Linked DNA regions of Ovis aries: region 1 is linked to region 2. Evidence: chromatin contacts called from public Hi-C data. All regions are on one chromosome and are shown on one strand. The core of a region is the stretch at or near the end of the contact, and the rest is flanking DNA. Distances in the headings are between cores, read along the strand shown. Region 1 has its middle 190 kb from the start of CAND1. Region 2 holds the start of DYRK2 (dual specificity tyrosine phosphorylation regulated kinase 2).

What was found. A called contact is a pair of places that touch in the nucleus more often than the background predicts.
Region 1: a contact with region 2 is called in a Hi-C map of tail adipose tissue, with 2.1 times the contacts expected there. The contact joins the enhancer-like site here to the promoter of DYRK2 in region 2. A contact is called at or near these places in 2 of 16 Hi-C or Micro-C datasets (hypothalamus and tail adipose tissue).

The regions. Positions count from the first base shown.
Region 1 is chr3:152,488,819-152,492,596 of ARS-UI_Ramb_v3.0, reverse strand. No RefSeq gene overlaps it. Among named protein-coding and RNA genes, the nearest start is that of CAND1, 190 kb to the left of the region's middle. Within about 2 kb of position 2,221, at least 12 of the 54 cell types and tissues checked have an H3K27ac peak or open chromatin away from gene starts, as enhancers often do. A contact at or near this core is called in tail adipose tissue, where this site is marked.
Region 2 is chr3:152,298,176-152,302,127 of ARS-UI_Ramb_v3.0, reverse strand. It overlaps DYRK2 (dual specificity tyrosine phosphorylation regulated kinase 2), which reads left to right and starts at 1,785. Exons shown (of 2, transcript XM_027967475.2): 1 at 1,785-2,228.

The sequences.
Region 1 (3,778 bases), core at 972-3,471, 190 kb before region 2:
AACCATATAGAGCTATAACTAAAATTTACTGAGCAATTCTTCTTTGCTAAGCTTTTTCTGTGTGTGTTTAACTCTTCAAAACCCCATTACTTGGAAAGGCTCATTATTATTATTACCGTAACACAGATAAGGATGTCTGAGGTCCAGACAGCGTAAGATATATAATGAGGATCACACAAGTGGGAAAACTGGAGCCATGTGCAAGCCCTAATCACCTGGCTCCAGAGCTTATAATCACTCTTCTATTCTGGGGACCAGAGTTCCCTGAGGAATCAGGGGTTCCCTATTGCTAGTTTCTGGACAAAGCTCCACTGAGTTTCCTTAGGCGGAATGACTCAGACTTAGGGAAAGGAACCATGCAAAAGGTGATGACTTCTGGGTCAAGACCAGATCTTTTGGGTAATAAACTAGATTCAAAGCTAGATGTCACTGCTGTGTGGAGTAGGGAGAATAAGGCATTTGGAGACATGACAGTTTCTTTGGGAATAGGCCTGTGTCCATGATGGAAACCCCATGAGAAGAGTCTGTCATTTTGGATATTTCTCTCTTATACCATGGGAAAACTCATATACGGTATAAGGATTTAAGTTTTGTAAAGCAGAATGTATTGTTGGTTTCTTAAATTACTCCAGTTGTTCAGACAAGACTGATACCCCTCTACTCCTCTGCGGTGACACAATGAATGTTTCAGGCACTTGATTGAAGTGTGCTCAGCCCATCAACCTCTTTTCTGAGCTCACCAGAAGGGAGAGGTACCCACTGAAGGGGGTGCCTGGGAGTTCCTGATGGTGATCAGTGCGGGAGGGGCCGGGGCAATGGCAGAGTAGGAAGGAAAACATGATGCTCAGCAAGTTCTAGGAGAAGAAAGGATGTAAATTCAATCTCTCCTTCCAATATTTTCTTAGGGAATCTGACCTGTGTGAGAGGGAAGGAGGATGCTTGGGTTAGATCTTTCTTTACTAAAGATCAAGAAGATTGTGGCTTGGTTGCATGATTTCAAAAAGATAGTAAGTCAGAGTGAATCTTGTGTAGCCCATCAAATGGGATTTGGCAGAAAGAGGACTGAGAGGCTGCTGGATGACCAGGGCAGGAGGAAGCCAGATAGCAGCCTTGTTTGGGATCCTGGCTGATGTGTCTAGGTGTGGAGCAGATGGTGTTTAAAATGAAAGTCAGCAGTATCCACCTCAAGGGAAAGGTGGAGTCTGGGCTAAAGTGGGGTGATCTGGCCATGAAGATAACAGAAGGTGTTAGGCACAGCAACTTAGAGAAATATTCTGGAGCAGGTACCAATACTGCTGAGTTCTCCTGCAGTAACTGTCATTGGAGGACCAGAAAAATGGCAAAAGAACATTTACCAGTTAGGGTTAAGGTTCACTTTGCAAACAGACATTGGATACGTCATGTGTCTGGCCTTGCACTAAGCCCCGGAGATGCCAAGACTTTAGAAAGACATGATCTCTGCTTACAAAGAGCTCACAGTCCAGGGGGATGATCTGGAAAATCAATACGATGGTTTGTTGTAAGTTCTCTGATGGGACACACACAAGCCCTTTGGGCTCACAGGAGGACAGAGAATCTAGACGTTAACTGGGGGAGATGGTGACAAAGAAGACTTCCTGGAGGAATGACATTGATGGGGATGTCCTATTGATAGGGAAGCATTCAGCATGTATGTTTAGGATGAATTGCTGTCAGCCTGGAAAACGGGGAGGGGATGGGGGATTTTTTAAGGCAGATCCTTTTAGGTTCTTACTCAAATTTGAGTAAGAGCCAGAGGAAGGAGGAGCCCTGAGGAGATCAGTATAACTAGAGAGGACTGTAGCAGCAGGAAGTGGCTAGAACTGACTCAGGAGTCAGGAACAGATCACAGTGGGGCTATAATCAGCCTATGGGGCTGTCAGCACTTTACAGAGGAGACCAGTGAGCTCAGGGGTTCAGAGACTTTCCCCAAATCACACAGTACATGTGGCAGACCTGGTAGTGGATCTAATAGCTACTCACCCCAAATGGGGAGCTCTTTTCCTATTTTTCCTTTGCATCTTTATTTTGATAAAAGTTTAAGTTATTAAAATTTGTACGCAAATAACATGCTCATCTCCAATAGACCCCTCTGCTCAACGTTGGCCCGGAAGTCACTGCATCCTCTCAGGACTGAACAAATTGTAATGTATTGAAACAGATTCTACCCTGATCCTGATGGAGGCAGCAGATCACCAAGAAGTCAGCTCTGTGCTAAACTAGCCTGGAGCATTAGCTTGGGAGGGCCAGGCTTCATTTGTATTCTAAAGGAGAGAGTCCAGGGAGAAAAATGCACAGCAGTTTCTTTCATAAAATGTTTAAAGGACTAGTTTGTTCATGACCTTGGTTGATTAGGGTCAGGAACTTGACATCCTAATGCTGAATGTATCAGAAAAATCTGTGTTTGCTCACTGCCCCTGCTCCAAACAGGCTTCTAACTTCTAGCTCTAACTTCCTGCATAGCCCTCAGGAAATGCAAGTTGGTCTGAGGGGTTTTTTTGTTTGTTTGTTTTTCTCTTTCCCTTTCCAGTTTGGGGAAAATCCAGCATAATTGTGGCATTTACCCACTGATAAGTGAAAAATCAACATCATTGCAAACAGTGAGTGTTGGCCTAACTCCTAAGAACTCATAGTACTTCACCTGGGTGGCTGCCTCCTTGGCCAAATGTCTGATGACAGTCTTTCCATGTTGTTACCTGGCTTTCGGCTTCAGTCCCCTTTATGTATTCCTCCCCTGGGCTCTGCTGATCCTGGCTTGTCTTGGACAAAGTTGAGAAATAGGCAAAGAATGCCTTTTGGGCTTAAACCTTCTTTTTCTTCTTCTTCCTCTGGGACTCAAGCTCAGTGGTTCAGGCGCCCAGTGTTACATCATTTCTCTCTCCTCTTCCATCAAGATGATGACCAAGAAAGTAATCTCAAACTTAATTGTTGGAAGAGACTAACTTCGATGATAACAGCTTACACATAGGTGGGGCACACTTTGCAAAACACCTTGTTCTCAAAGTTTTGTGTACATTGACTCAATGTGTTATCCCAATAATTTTGTACATTGACTCAAAATAATTCTGTGCACTAGAGAAAGTCATTAGCTCTCTCAGTCACAGAGCGGTTAGTTTACTGACCCAAGGTCATAGTGTTAGAACAGGGTAGAAACATTTGAACCCAGGAAGTCTGACTTTGTTCACTCTGCTGCTGCTAAGCTGCTTCAGTTGTGTCCGACTCTGTGCGACCCCACAGATGGCAGCCCACCAGGCTCAGCCGTCCCTGAGATTCTTTGGGCAAGAACACTGGAGTGGTTGCCATTTCCTTCTCCAATGCATGAAAGTGAAAAGTAAAAGTCAAGTCGCTCAGTATTGTCCCACTCTTAGCGACCCCATGGACTGCAGTGTACCAGGCTCCTCCATCCATGGGATTTTCCAGGCAAGAGTACTGGAGTGGGGTGCCATTGCCTTCTCTGGACTTTGTCCATGGGCTCAGCCAATTCATTCAGTTCAGTTTAGTTCAGTTGCTCAGTCGCTCAGTCATGTCTGACTCTTTGCAACCCCATGAATCACAGCAAGTCAGGCCTCCCTGTCCATCACCAACTCCCGAAGTTCACTCAGACTCACGTCCATTGAGTCAGTGATGCCATCCAGCCATCTCATCCTCTGTCATCCCCTTCTCCTCCTGCCCCCAATCCCTCCCAGCATCAGAGTCTTTTCCAAAGAGTCAACTCTTCCCATGAGGTGGCCAAAGTACTGGAGTTTCAGCTTTAGCATCA
Region 2 (3,952 bases), core at 536-3,035:
AGAGGTGTGAGGTTTCTTAAAAAGCCAAGGTAGTGTAACACAGCACAGGGTTAGATTAGAGGGACTCAGAAAATGAGTTCTAGCTTCAACTCTGCTACTAAGGAATCCCTTTTCATTGAGAATACTGAATATGTTTCCCCAGGCAAATCTGAGTGTGATAGCCTGTGATGACAAGCAAAGGGGACTATGCTCTTCTGGGACCAGATCAGGACCAGATCTTCCTTTGTAAAGGCTTATTATTGGGTTGACTGTTTCAGTGTGGTTCTGGTTTATTAAGAGAAGGCACAGAGAGGACCCGTTTGAGGTACATATTACCAGTCACAATTTTATGCTTTGCCACCTGTTCTCTCTGCCAGTGCCCTCAATCCTTGCTGCCTCCTGTGGGATCCCTGAAGACTCTGAGAGGGTCACACTGTAACTTTGAAACACCCATTTGGGGGCATTTGCATAAAGCTGAGAGTGATGTTGCTGACAGGTTGCTATGACAATTTGCAAACAGTAGAGGGAATGGGTCCCCATTCTGATTTGAATCTGCACTAGCTCAGGCCTGCACACTTGATCTGGCCAGCGGCCGCAGAGTCCCAGGACAGACTTAACGGACCCAGGCCCCCAGGAGAACTTCAGAAACCAGGCATATCTTAGGAAGAAAGCGCAAGACAAGCTTCCCGCTTCCCGTCTCCCCTCCCGCTGAAGTAACAAAACCTGTGACCTTTGCACAAAGACCTGTGCCACAGACGACACGAGGCGGGTGTGAGAAGGGCAAGCAGTTTTCCCGTCTGCAAGGGAAAGAGAGGCTGTATATGGCAAAATAAAAAGGGAAATTCTCCACGTGTCTTGGATGGGAAAGGGAAAGAGACTTTGTGTCTCTGGAGGAGAGGAACTGAAGGTATCGTTTGGGAAGGTGTGTCTCTCCCAGTGGCCGAGCAGGGAAAGGCTCGGAGTTGTTAAGGAAATGGGAGGTGTCTCTGATGTTTATTTTTGCCTAGCAACCCACAGCCAGCTGCTTCCCCGGCAGCCGTCCACACGCGCCTCGCTGCCTCCCCTCGTCCTAGCGACTGGAGAGCGGTCATTTGGTGTCAGTAAACCCGGGAGGGAGTATGTGCGGTGGAGGTGGAGGTGGAAGCGGGAGGGCAGCCCCCTCCTTGGCCCACGTTCTGGGTCACCAGGCTAAGGCTCGGCTCTCCAGAGGGGCTAGACTTACCTTAGCCAGGTGACCCTCGCACAACTAAGTTATTTTCACGATCAGATGGGGCGATGGGGTGGTTAAGCCACTGGGACCCGGAAGGCGGGGAGGGGGGCGGGCAGTATTGTCTGCGAGCAGCCATTAGGTTCGGCAAGCTGAAAATGCATACGTGTTTGGGGAAAGCGCTCGGAAGGGGAGGGGGGTTTTCTGCAGTGATTTCGGTGGGAGGGAAGCGGTGGTGGGTTGCGCTGGGCGGGGAGAGGACGAGGCCGGGGAGGGCAGAAGGTCGTTAGCTGAGGCGCCGAGGGGAGCAATGCAGATGGCCGGAGGGGGAGGCGAAGGGCGAGCGGAGGCTGCGGAGTTTTCCGGGGAGTGGAGGGGTGTCTACGCCGAAGACTGGGGGCGGGGGCGAGCGGGGAGGGACTTCGGTGGGCGGCTGGGTGGGGGAGGGGTGGACGCGGGAGCGAGTGGCGCGGCGGCGGCGGTGGGGGAGCCCGGGGGCGGGGCCTGCCCGGCGGCGGAGGGAGCGGGGGCGGGGCTGCCCTCCTGGGCCGTGCGGCGCGCGGGCTCCCGGCGAGTGTGCGCGGGGGCGCGCCTGCGCGGGCCCGGGAGGAGGCTCCCGAGCGAGTCGGCCCAGGCGGCGCAGCCCGCCGCTCCCCCGCGCCCTATGCGAGGGAATCGGGGAGGCCCGCGGCGCGCCGGGGAGGGCGAGGCATGTGCACGGGCCGGAGGGTGCTGAGGCCGCCCGAGGAAGAGGAGGACGGCGGCGGCGGCGAGGAGAGCGGGGGGCTCGCGGCGGCGGGCCCGGGCCGAGGGGATGCAGCGGACTGTGTGTGTCTGACTGTAGCTGACGCGAGGCGGCGAGGAGGCGCCGGAGATCCGCCAAAGGGGCAACCAGGGGGCGGCCGCGGTGGCGGCCGCGAGAAGTAGCAGCAGGACGGGCGGCGGCGGCGGCGGAGACGGCAGCCTTGAGATGCATTTTCTTCTCCAGCGGCCATGTTAACCAGGAAACCTTCGGCCGCCGCTCCCGCCGCCTACCCGACCGGTAAGGAGGCCCGGGCCCCGCTGCCCCCGCCGGCCCCCGGGCCAGCCCTCGTGGCGCCGGCGCCCGCTGCCAGCAGGACCTCGAACAAAGTCTGCGCCGTGACTGGGCGGCGCGGGGTTCCCCGGGTGGACGGCGCGCCCTCGCCTCAGCTCATTGTTAACACGCGGGCCCCGAGGCTCCTCGGAGCGGAGCCCTCCGGCTGGACTGGAGCCGTTCCTGACCTCCCCAGTCTGGGGCTCGGCGATGCGGCGGCGCCCGGGTCGGCAGTCCAGTCCCGCTCCGGGCCTACGGACGCCCGCAGAGTGGACCGCCGGCCCGGCTCAGCCCGGCTCCCTGGCGGGGTCGCGAACTCGCTCGCGCGCGGGGAGCCCTACTTAACTTTGCAGCCGCCGGAGCCCCGCCCGTGGGCGCGCCGGGTTTCTGCGTCCCAGGCCTCCCGCCGCTCCTGGGGCGCTCGCACTCAAGGTCCCTGGCTCGGCCCCGGGGGAGAGCGGGCTCCGCAGCCTGGAGGGGTGGGGTGGGGCGGGGCGGGGCCACGGGGTCCCAGTGACTTTCTCCCCCTTGACCCTCTTTTGTCTCCTCCCGCGCGTGGCTGCCAGGCCGAGGAGGGGACAGCGCCGTCCGCCAGCTTCAGGCTTCCCCGGGGCTTGGTGCGGGGGCCCCCCGGAGCGGAGTGGGGACCGGCCCGCCCTCCCCCATCGCCCTGCCGCCTCTCCGAGCCAGCAACGCTGCCACCGCAGCCCACACGGTGAGACCCAGCCCGTGGGCGGCTGGGATGGGGACGAGGGGCGGGAGAGGGGCCCGGGGCACCAGCACCCGGACTTGGGAGCTTCTGCAGCCGGGAGAGGGGAGAGAGGTCGAAGTGCGAGTGTCTCCACGGCCCTGGCCAGTGGCCTTTCCGGGACGCCGCCCTCTGGAACTTGGGCGAGCCTAAAGCTGCAGCCACAAAGGAGGATTCGTGGCACGGGCCCCTCACTTCCCCTCCGGAGCCCGCCCACCCCTGCGCTCCTCTTGCTTCGAACTTCCTCCGGCTCTCTTTCCCCTCTTTTTTTTCCCCGGTCCTTGCTTCCTTGAGCTCCTTTCCCAGACCCGATAAACATCCCTCCCCCTCCGCCACCAAGTTGGGTAGTGGATATTTATAGAAATAGATCTGTGTTAGGGTCAGCCTGGCTGTCCTGCCCGGAAAATAGATCCCCCAAAGAGCCTCGCAGGCCTGGCCTCAGCCAGCAGGGAGCACCGCCAGTTGTCCCCCGCGTGTGGAAGCATGTTTTATGAGTGCTACAGGTTTGAGCATAGCAGAAATTGTAATTAACATTAACAAAAATAAGAGCCGCAGCTGCAGTCAAAACAAGCCACCCCTGTAGGTTTCTGCAGTTGGGTATTCAGAAGGAAAAGGCCAGCTTTGCTTCCCAGGGAGGTGGGAAGGGCAGGGCACTTGAAAGGGCCAAGAGGGAGGTGAGAGCCCAGCACCAGACCCGTGGCTGCAGAGATCGGCAAGCTGGACTTGACTTCAGCGTGTACCTCTTTTCTCAGTGCCAGAGAGAGCCCTTGGATGGTGGCTGACAGCCTAGCAGAGCTGTGCACCGGAGGAGGTGATGGTTTCCAGGGTCTTGTTTACATATTCCTCTGGATCTTTCAGAGGAAACGCCTAAGATGGTGCTAAATGAGGGGCACTTGCTAGGGATATGGCTTTGTTTGCCAAGTGAAAGTTAAGTTCTTTTAGA